Linked DNA regions of Mus musculus: regions 1 and 2 are each linked to region 3. A link is a contact called in public HiChIP or PLAC-seq data. All regions are on one chromosome and are shown on one strand. Each heading gives the region's core, a stretch centred on a gene start, on an enhancer-like site or on the middle of the called end of the contact. The rest is flanking DNA. Distances are from core to core; before and after follow the strand shown. Region 1 holds the start of Rnf128 (ring finger protein 128). Region 2 holds the start of Tbc1d8b (TBC1 domain family, member 8B). Region 3 has its middle 48 kb from the start of Radx.

What was found. HiChIP or PLAC-seq counts read pairs in DNA pulled down with a chosen protein or histone mark.
Region 1: a contact with region 3 is called in an H3K27ac HiChIP or PLAC-seq map of microglia, with 7 times the contacts expected there. The contact joins the promoter of Rnf128 here to the enhancer-like site in region 3. A contact is called at or near these places in 17 of 484 Hi-C or Micro-C datasets (the AML12 cell line, Th2 cells, bone marrow-derived macrophages and 9 more), 14 of 115 datasets of contacts at active chromatin or transcription factors (bone marrow-derived macrophages, cardiomyocytes, embryonic fibroblasts and 8 more) and 4 of 9 other capture datasets (adipose tissue, bone marrow-derived macrophages, embryonic stem cells and 1 more).
Region 2: an H3K27ac HiChIP or PLAC-seq map of microglia shows a contact between it and region 3, with 7 times the contacts expected there. The contact joins the promoter of Tbc1d8b here to the enhancer-like site in region 3. A contact is called at or near these places in 14 of 39 promoter capture datasets (the 3T3-L1 cell line, the C10 cell line, the HPC-7 cell line and 8 more), 17 of 484 Hi-C or Micro-C datasets (the G1E-ER4 cell line, the MC3T3-E1 cell line, Th2 cells and 8 more), 11 of 115 datasets of contacts at active chromatin or transcription factors (acute myeloid leukemia, bone marrow-derived macrophages, embryonic fibroblasts and 4 more) and 5 of 9 other capture datasets (adipose tissue, embryonic stem cells, liver and 2 more).

Annotation. Positions count from the first base shown.
Region 1 is chrX:139,608,957-139,612,417 of GRCm38.p6, reverse strand. It overlaps Rnf128 (ring finger protein 128), which reads right to left and starts at 1,798. Exons shown (of 7, transcript NM_023270.5): 1 at 1,129-1,798. The coding sequence starts at 1,612.
Region 2 is chrX:139,682,740-139,686,274 of GRCm38.p6, reverse strand. It overlaps Tbc1d8b (TBC1 domain family, member 8B), which reads right to left and starts at 1,279. Exons shown (of 21, transcript NM_001081499.2): 1 at 965-1,279. The coding sequence starts at 1,094.
Region 3 is chrX:139,430,571-139,433,919 of GRCm38.p6, reverse strand. No RefSeq gene overlaps it. Among named protein-coding and RNA genes, the nearest start is that of Radx, 48 kb to the left of the region's middle. Within about 2 kb of position 1,294, at least 19 of the 459 cell types and tissues checked have an H3K27ac peak or open chromatin away from gene starts, as enhancers often do. A contact at or near this core is called in the G1E-ER4 cell line, bone marrow-derived macrophages, microglia and 1 more, where this site is marked.

The sequences.
Region 1 (3,461 bases), core at 549-3,048, 180 kb before region 3:
CTAGACTCTAGAAGGTTTGATTTCATTTTTACCCTAGAGGCAAACCTGTGGATAATCGGTTTCTTATTATCCCGTCTCATTTGACTGATGAGAGTACCAAGACTCAGAGTTCAGATAAGTTGCCAAGGTCACAGGACTAGGAAGCCCCAGCGCAGACATTTGAATCAAGGTCTGACTTTAGGCCCAGCTCTCAACAGCCAGGAAACATTGTTATTAGACTCTTCCCTTCTCTCCCCTGTTCCCCTGCAACACACACACACACACCACCACCACCAACACACATACACACACACACACACACACACACACACACACACTTTGTCCTTCAGGTCCTAGGATCACAAACCACAAAAAGGAGGTTTCTGGAAGGGCAGTTGAAGGGAGTTAAATAGTCACCCCACCATGTCCACACATTTCAGAAGTACCTGGATGACTTTTTACAAAGTATGGGCCTTTATTTTATTTTATTTTATTTTATTTTATTTTCAGTAGCATTAACCACCTGCCTTGGAACTCAAGAAGCTAAATCAGGTTTGTCAGGAGGCAACAAACAAAAGCACTGATAACAAGAACTACTTGGGATCCAAGACCACTGGGCAGAGAACTCCTAAGCTAAAGTTTCCACAAAAAATTACAATGAGGTTAACTGAGTACTGTAACATAATCTTGTACTTGATTCATAGGAAATGTGAAGAGAAACCCAGAGAGAAGAGAAAAATCCGTTTTTATACCGCAAAGCGATTCCCAGGCAATGTTCTCCCTCCTAGTTTAAAAGCCAATGCCCACCCTCCCACACCCTTAATCCCAGGAAAGCACCCTTGTGAAACACCAGGAAAAGAAGCGAAAACCCCAACTGTGCCAGCCTCTGCGACCCCCCCCCAAGCACCCCACCCCGTTTGTCTTACCCTTTTCCACCAGAGGCAAATTAAATTCTGAAGAATTCTTTTGCACCCAACCCCTACACCTGAAGACTCTCGGGAGGACCCTGCTCTACTTAGTGGGGGCAAAAAAAGGGGCACCCGTTTTCTTTCCAAGCAAAGGGACAGGGAGAGGCAAGCAGGGAAGGAAACCGGGGAAGCTGGTCACCAGTAGAGGTTTGAAGAGCTGCAAATTAGTAGCTGCACTCACCCGGGTGAGACATGGGGATGACCTCATTGCGGGTCCCAGGGAAGTTAAAGATGACCGCTCCAGAAGCCCCTCTCTCTGAAGCCAGATGGATCTTGTCCGCGAAGGTGCAGCCTCCACCGCGTTGGATGAGGGCCAACCAAGATACTTGCACCGTGCTCCCCCAAACCGTGGGCACCGTGAAATTGGTGTGCGGGTTACAGGCGTTGAGCGCCCCGGGCCCGTCGGGCGGTACCAGGACCCCGGAGACGGGCTCCAGCGGCGAGTCCTGGCCGTACACGCCCTCCTCGCTCAGCTCCCACACCGTGCGGTTCACTCCGGTGTGCGGAACCCGCCAGGACACGTTGAGGTACGCGGTCCACACGGCTTCGGCTCCCCGGGAACCGGGCGCGTGCGGACTCAGAGCCAGAAGGAAGCACCAAGCCAGTAGCCGGGCAGCTCCGCAGCCGCCGCGGCAGTAGACCCCGATCCCGGGCGGCGGCCCCATGGCGCGCACTCGGCAGGCGACCCGGGCTGGGACTAGGTGCGAACCAGGTGGGGAGCCGGCGGCTAGCAGCGGGCGCGGGGCCAGCGAGGTCGCAGGCTGCCCTGCCAGCCGGCACGCAGCGTCAGCGGCCAGGCTACTGCAGACGCAGCTCCTACAAGCAAGCGCTAGGGATGCTCGCTCGCGACTGCCGCGGCCTCGTCGGGCTCTGGGACGCTCGCGCGAAGCTCCGCCCACCCGGCTGGGGGTAGAGGTGGCTGGGAGAGAGAGCCAGCCAGCGAGCGAGCGAGCAAGCGGAGAGGAAAAGGACACTGCGGGATCCGCCTCTTAAAAGGGTCACAGGATGGGGAAACGTTACAGGAGAGACTCGAGGTTGGCCAGCCAGGTGTGTCCTGTCCTTTTTAGGAAGAATCCTCGGCCCGAGAAACTGGAGAATGCGCCAGTTTACAAGCTTTCAGTTCGGAGTCGGATTGGAGTTGGTTTTGAAAGGCACAAATTCCATCTCCTTTGCCTGAAGGGGAGTTTGGGCTTTGTGGTAGGAAAGTACTTCTGAACAGCCCCAGGTCCAAAGGGTGTGAGTTCTGAGTAGGTGTTTAGTGCTGGGGTTAGAGGCTTCCTGTTTCCCCCTCCCCCTCCCCCCCGGAAAGGACAAGCAAAGCACGTCCTCATTGCTCCCTTTATTTAATTACCTTCTTAGTGGCCCCAAACAGCACGTTTCTCTTTCCCTGATCTCAGCAAGTGCTATACGTGTCTTTGCTACCCGAGGCTAACACACTGCACCAGATGCCTCTTGCAAGCAATTTTGATAACCACAACAGAATTATCATCTCCACACACCTCAAAGCCAAGCTCCCCTTTTTAATTCACCTTCCACAAATTAGGTTTGACCTAACTGATTTTCCAGCGAGATTCATGATCTTAACTACAATACCTTTCTTCTCTTGATACCAACTAAAATGAGGCCAGCCCACCTGGACAACTCACACATGTCTCTTGTTTATGAGTTAGTCATAGTTCAGCATACATTTCTGTCAATATTATCTATCAATGACTACATTTACTGGAATCACTAAAACTGTGCATGGAACTAAGCTGAATTAATATACCAGGTGACAGCCACTTTAGAATTTATTTATGATTTTGAATTTTAGACAGAGTCTCCCTGTGTAGTCCTAACCAGCCTGGAGTTAACTATGTAAATTAGCACCATAGGCATACTTTAGGGCAATCCTCTTGCTTAGTTGCGATTACAGTTAAAGACATGTGCTACCAGGCCCAGCTTCTGAACAGTTTTTAACCTTTAGAATTTACTTCTCTGCGCCTCGATTTGTTTATAAATTGTAAAATGGGAATGAAAACATTGAGCGCATGGAGTTGATCAGATGGTTAAAAGTCTTCCTGTAAACCACTCAGGATGCTGTTTAGCTGAGTATGAAAATTACGTTAAATATTGTTACTCGACAAGTTCAGGGGCACAGGAGTTCTACAATATCAATTGTCGTTACCTCCCAGTAATAACCAGAGACCATGCTGTTTATGAATTCAGTCTTAGCTACATTTTTGGTTCAGTCTAATTTCCAGCATTCCCAATCACTCTCATCTCTAAATCCTCGGCTAAGCATTTACTTAATAGTATTTCCCATGGTTAAGCATAGGTTTATTCTATTCTTGATACTCTTAGGACCCTAGAGAAACCTAGAGGAAAATTAACACCATCTATCAAAGACCAGCTAAAATACAAGTGAGTATTCTGTGAAACACGAACCTTAAGTGTTAAAAGGAGCTTTAGGAGCCATTTAGAGTAGGTATGGGGCCAGTGGAAAAATATCCACCCTCAATGTCAATGATGTTA
Region 2 (3,535 bases), core at 30-2,529, 250 kb before region 3:
ATTCAGGTGGTCAGATTTTTGCTTCTTCCCTCTACATCACCCTCCCCAAATTAAGCTGCTCCACCACTTCAAAGCCCTAATACCAAACTAAGAATTACCATGAAAAACAGCTCTTGTCTCTCCAAGGTCCAAATTTGTAAAAAGCCCCTATGGAAGACTAAGGATCTAAAAACAGCCTTCTTTGTAATCTTCAGACATGGACCAGTTTTGAATTAAGATTAACAACTGTGGGAGACTGGCTTAGAAGAGTTGAGTCTCCTTCTTGTTTAATTGGTTTGGTTTACACATCTTTGAAAGAAGGGGCAGAGCCAAACTCACTGGAGAGAAATGTACTCTTAGAAGAATACAGGGATTCCAAGGGTTGAAAACTTGGATATAGCAAAAGACGCGAAACTGAGAGGAGGTGAGTAATTCTGAGGGCTACTCCTTCACTTCCCCAGCATCAAGCAGCCCCATGCCCCGACCCAAATCTCACTTGCAGCCTCTCTCTCAAGGTGTGATTGGGGCACTTCGTTCTCCTTAGGATTCCCATGTCCTAGCAATGCCCCTCACACACTCGCACTCACTCCCTAGGGTGGTGATTATTTGTATAGGTTTTGGAAAAAAAGTTAAGTCCACACCCGCGAACCCGCTCTCCTCGCCTGTCTTAACGGGACTAGTCTAGCTAGCGCACTGCACTGCCCATCAGCCCCCTTCGCCATGGGAAGCGACCCATCAGGTACTGGAAACCCCCTTAGCTTCTCCTATCGCGGTAAGACCCAAAGAGCAACTGGGAGTCCTGTGCAAGACAGTCAGGACGCGGTGGTAGCAGAGGAAAGGTGGTGGCGGGAGCAGAATTCCCCAGTCAGTCGCCCTGGGTTTAAGATGAGGCAGCGGGCAGCGACGAGTAACTGTTTGCCTTGCCACCTATTCAGTGACAGCGGACCCAGCCCTAACGCAGGTGTAGCTGGCCACAACCTCTTACCTGTAAGTCCCCCTCCTCCTTCTTCCCCGTAGCCTCGACGCCTTTGCAGGACAAAGTACTCGTTGGATCTTTCCATCAGCCACAGCTTCAGCGCATTTTTCAACAGCACTTCCTCGGGCTTCAGCCACATCTTGAAGAACTTTGTGCCGCCTCGGGAACGGAGGCGACCTATTTGTCCTCCTCACCTCCACCCTCCCAGCCTGTCTTTACCCCTCTACTTCTCCTCCCACCAAGTCTTCCGTTGGCGGCGGCGCCTCCGGAGGTTTTCCACACTTCCCCCAACCGTGCCTTCTCTCCCACGTAGGCAGAGAGAGTGCCAACTCCCTCCCACGGAGCTACTGCCAGACTGGGAAATAGCCCCGCTTCACCTCCTCTTGGGAGTTGTAGTTTTCTATCCACTTTTCCCGTACCCGGTCTAATATAGCCCTAGACTACATTTCCCACAATGCACTGGGTTACTAGTTGGGTGGGTTGGGGGCGCCTTTGAGGCGCTCCCGCCACCAGTTAAGTGAGTTTAGCCTGTGTAAAGTTAAAGAGGGTTTTCTTTTGTCTTTTTGCTTCAAATAAGCTAACCCCGTGTATGACAGCAGTGTTCCTAGTTCTTTTATAGTGAGAGGACTAGTTTGTTGAAAACAAAGTTTCCGGCATTTTTGAGTAATGGCCCATCCAGGAAGCAGTAGCCTGCAGCAACTTCCATTTACTTTGCGCCTATTAGGTAGTAGGTGATTTCTCAGGTAATCCTCAGGGAAATCTTTCAAAGTGGATCCTCCGCTTTGCTCGCTAAGCGCTAGCAAGCGAAGTTACTTACCCACGCTCTCACAGTGGGTGAATAGACTTGTTATTCAAAAGCCTTGCCTAAATTAAATTCTGTCCATTCATACCAGAAGAATGTAAATCTCAGAAAACACTTCTTCACACACACACACTTGCGATTATCCCTTCCCCCATGCTGCCTCTGTTTATTTGACTACTGGCTGAAAAATCTCTACTCCAACTTTTTAGGTATTTCTTTTTTTTTTTTTTAACCTTAAAAAACAAACAAACACCCGAAATTCCTTGCAGGGCAGGGCAGCCTATTTTCTTGATACCTTGACAATGCTGCACAACAGCCTACGCACTAAAATGAAAGAGTTCTGCTGTGAGGAATTATTTGAGGGCTGGTTGTTGTTATTGTTGTTGTTAGGATAACTCAATCCCGACAGGAAAAGAATAGAGTGAAAGTGAAAACTGGCTTACAGAAAGAATGCAAATAAAAGGTCCTGAGAAGTTGGCAAGGTATTCAAAATAAAGATATAGGGCCATGTGGCTAAGACAATGGACTGGGACACTCAGACTAGGAGTCCTGGAGCCAGTGAACTCTGCCCCAAGGAGTGTCTCCAGGCTAAATCTTCCAAGACTTGGGCGGTTTCTGGCGAAGCAGGTATATGTCACAAGCAAGTATTTATTTTTGTGGAAGAAAAACGCAACCATCACCACCACCAACAAAGCAAAATCCCAAGGCAGAGTGTTTCCTAGCGCAAAGTCACCCTTTGAAGGTGTATTAAGGCACATCGTTTCTCCATTTCTTCACAGTAAAAGGTCAATAAATGCAGCAAATGTGGATAGCCTTTGTCTTCCTTCATTTGTACAGTTCCAGCCGCCATTGTCCGTCAGTATGCTTATGGTTCTAGTTATGGCAAAGAGCATCAGGATTGGATGGTTCCTTCTCTGTACGCTGAACCCAGCCAGGGCTACCCAGATACTCTGTCTTAAGATCAGGCCCACTTCCAGCTTGGAGCTGGAGCTGGGGATTTAGAACACTTTTGCATTTATAAACAAACACTTCACTGATTGTATAAAGAAAACAGTTTTCAAATTGAATTATGTCTATTGCGCTAAAATTTGTCTTGATCATAATGTACTTCAAGTCTTTGCAAATAATTGTTTCTCTAAAACCACATTTAAAATACCATGGCATTCTTTTCATTGTCCAATTATGAATATTCCTGTAAAATACTTAGGAATTACAAACAATCTTGAATATCGCTGCTGATATTGTCCTGGAACTTAATGTATCGCATGCTATGCTCATTAATAAGTGTCTTAGTTAGGATTTTCATCGCTGTGAAAGGATACCATGACCGAGGCAACTCTTTTTTTTACTTATTTTATTTATTTACATTCTAGCCATTGCCTTCCCTCCTGTTTCCCCTCCCACAATTTCTCATCACATTCCTCCTCCCTTGCCTCCTAGAGTGTGCTCCCCACCACCAGGCATCCCCCTTCCCTGGGGGCCTCAAGTCTCTCAAGGATTGAGTATATCTTCTCCCACTGAAACCAGACCAGTCAGTCCCCTAATATATATTTGCCAGGGGCCTTGGACCTGTGTGTCTATGCTGCCAAGGCAACTCTTATAAAGGACAACATTTAATTAGGGCTGGCTTACAGGTTCAGAAGTTCAGTATATTATCATCATAGTGGGAAGCAGGGTAGTATCCAGGCAGTCATGGTGCTGAAGGAGCTGAGAGTTCTACACCTTGTTCCAAAGTCAAACAGGATAAGACTGGCTTCTAGGCAGCTAGGAGAAGGGTC
Region 3 (3,349 bases), core at 45-2,544:
GTCTTTACCTAACCTTTTGGAGCTCATCCTTACTAACGCTGTTTCAATTCTACCATAGTTGTTAGGTTTCCCACCCACATATACCTTGAGACTCTTTTAAGCTCATGATCTCCACATGTGCCCTGACAAACAGCTGGGCAGTGGTGGCGCACACCTTTAATCCCAGCACTTAGGAAGCAGAGGCAGGTGGATTTCTGAGTTCGAGGCCAGCCTGGTCTACAGAGTGAGTTCCAGGACAGCCAGGGCTCATAGGTTTGCTAGTTTTGTTTTCTTTTTTTAAATGTCAGCTTCTAACATCACTGATACTTCACAATTAGACATTCATGAATATAGCATTTTGGTTTGTAAGAATATTTTGGATATGACTTAAGATTCTACTCTAAAGCAATATTGAAGGGAGAATTTCTACACAAAAAAGATACTAACCTTGTTAACCAGAAGCAAATGTTCTTTTCAGTAATGATCTGATTCACTATTTTGTCTTATAAGTGGAAAATGATAAAATAGCAGAGAACTAATAAGAAATATTGAACCCCAACATTAGAAATCAGAGATCCCAAGTAAACCCGTTTTTGTGAGTTTATGTTTGTATCCTTGAATGAGATGCTGGCCTGAGTTATTTATCATTCTGATGTTGGGTTATTGTATTCATAAAACTTTGCTCTGTGTTGAACGTAAATAAGAAGTGGAAATATCTAATAATTTGCTTCTTCCCCATGTATATTTCTGATCTTGTCTTCTAGTGGCAATTTTAAAGTTTCCATGGGATGGGATAACTGGTAACATCTCAGAAGACTTTTTAGACCATCACAAACTACATCCCTAATCTACTGTTTTAAAAATATTTGCCGTCTAATAGTTTTCTTTACTTATAATATTGTGTCTGCCTCTGTAGGTATCTGCCTTCAACCTCCTGCTTCTTTCCTATTATTCATTGAATTGAGCTGAGCGTAAGTAGCTAGGTTAGTAGTTTCAACTGCTTCTGTGAATGAATCTGCACTTCCTGTTGCTATAGTAGACTGACATCAGCCAGAAGATCTTGTTTCTATGACAACTAAGACCATTTGTTCTAGGAGACTTCATCTTTTTGAGGAAGTAGAAACATTTAGCAGGGTTATTCACAATCTGTGTGGGATACTAACATTAACAGCAAGTCTATCATTACCGACCATGTGTTAAGGGGAATACAGTATGTTTAAGCATAAGTGGGCTTAATTTCACCTGCTGTGTGAAATTATGACAATTCATGCTGAGGGGACTAGTGGCTAAGTCATCAGCCTGTACTTCCTCTTCCTAGTTTCTGCGTCCTAAAATAACAAGTGTAGTGGGAAGGCCATATGGCAAGTGAGCTGCTCTGAGTGGAGGTTTGCAAACATTCTTAATCATCCACCCCTGTGTAAGAAAGTTTATTTAAAGATAACTTCCAAAACTGCATCTATATTTATAACAGAAACATAGCCCTCATAACCATGTATTCAACTTCATTGAAATAACTATTTTAGATGGAATTGTTTCTATCTATATATTCATAGGAGGGAAATATTGAACTTGAGAATTTTATTTATATGAATATATATATGTACATATATATGTATATATGTATTTTATTTGTATGACTATATATATATATATATGTGGATATATACACACACACACACACAAATTTACCTGATAGGTTAGGGATGTAGTATATGGTGATCTAAAATTTTTTTCATCTAACAGAGATGTTATTAAATTACATATGTGTATATATACACATATATAAACACACACACACATATATACACACATATAAATTAAAATTATGATTTTTTTCATGGCTAAGGAAACAGGTTGTGGATTTCTTTGCCTTAGCCTACATTCCATTTCAGAAGCAGCTGAACTGAGGAATATATTTCATGTAATGACCAGTATTAATCACTGCTCTCTCTCTTCTATCCTGTACTTTAACTTATCCATGAAACCATATGATCATTTCTGCCTGCCTGTCTCACAGATTTTGAATTTATTTAGCTGACCCTTATAATCATATATTCCACTCCATTTCCTTGTAATAAATCCTCTTTCCTCTTCTTCCTGTTCCCATTCCCCCCCCCCTTCTCTTCCTCCTTCTTGCACCCTTGTCTATCATATTAGTTTTCTTTCTTATTTGGATAAACTTACTGAAGGCAGCAGATGAAGACAGAAAATCTGAAATAGAAGCAAATTGCTGCAACGTATCAATTCTTACATCTCTCTAGCATCCTAATAAAAAAACTCTAACTAGGTAGGGATATGTAGATTCCACCGTACTCCATAACTATGAAGGACTATTATTATTATACTTGATAGCAGTTCTGAAAGACTATTCCTCTGAGAACCTTCTATATCACCTGAGCAATTCTCCTGCTTCAAATATAAGCGTCCCAGTTCTGCAGGGGTTCTCTTCTCTAAACTGTTAAAGGTGTCACCACTAGCTGGATAGCTTCCTTTTATCAAGGTTCTGAAACAAGTCTTACCAAACATTCCAGTGATTTTCAAGTCCTTTATATAGCGGTTTTTGAACATCCACTTTGACCAATATACCTATTTAGGCTCTATTGAAATGTATCCTGTGGGGGTCGTTTCCATGTATTTGTTCTAATGAAGCAATTTATTCTATAATGTGCCTTTTTCATTAACTTTATTTCCTGTGTATCCCAATCGAAGTGTCCCCTTCCTCTTTTTCTTTCCAGTCCCTCCCTCTCACATCACTCCTCCTTCTCCTCAGAGAAGTGGAAACCTCCTATGGATATCAACCTGCCTTGACATATCAAGTTGTGCAGAACTAGGTGCACCTTCTTCTATTGAGGCTAGACAAGGCATCCCAGTTAGGGGAAGGGGATCCAAAGGCAGGCAAGAGAGTCAGGGATAGCTCCTGCTCTTGTTTTTAGAGGTCCCAGATGAGGACCAAGCTGTACATCTGTTACATACTTGTAGGGGGACTAGATCTGTCCCATGCACACTCTCTTGTTTGTGGTTCAGTCTCTGTGAGCCACTATGTGTCCAGATTAATTGAATCTGTAGGTCTTCTTGTGGTGTCCTTGATCCCTCTGGCTCACTCAATTGTGACTCACTCAAGAGTGAGAGCACTCTTCCACAAGATTCCCTGAGCTCTGTCTGATGTTTGCCTGTGGGTCTCTGCATCTGTTTCCATCCGCTGCTGGATGAAGCTTCTCAGGATACAGTTATGCTAGGTTTCTGTCTGCAAGTATAGCAGCATCATTAATAAGTGCCAGGGGTGGACTCTTTCTCTCTCATGGCATGGGTCTCAAGATGGACTAGTCATTGTTTAGACATTCCCTCAATTTCTATTCTTTCTTTATCACTG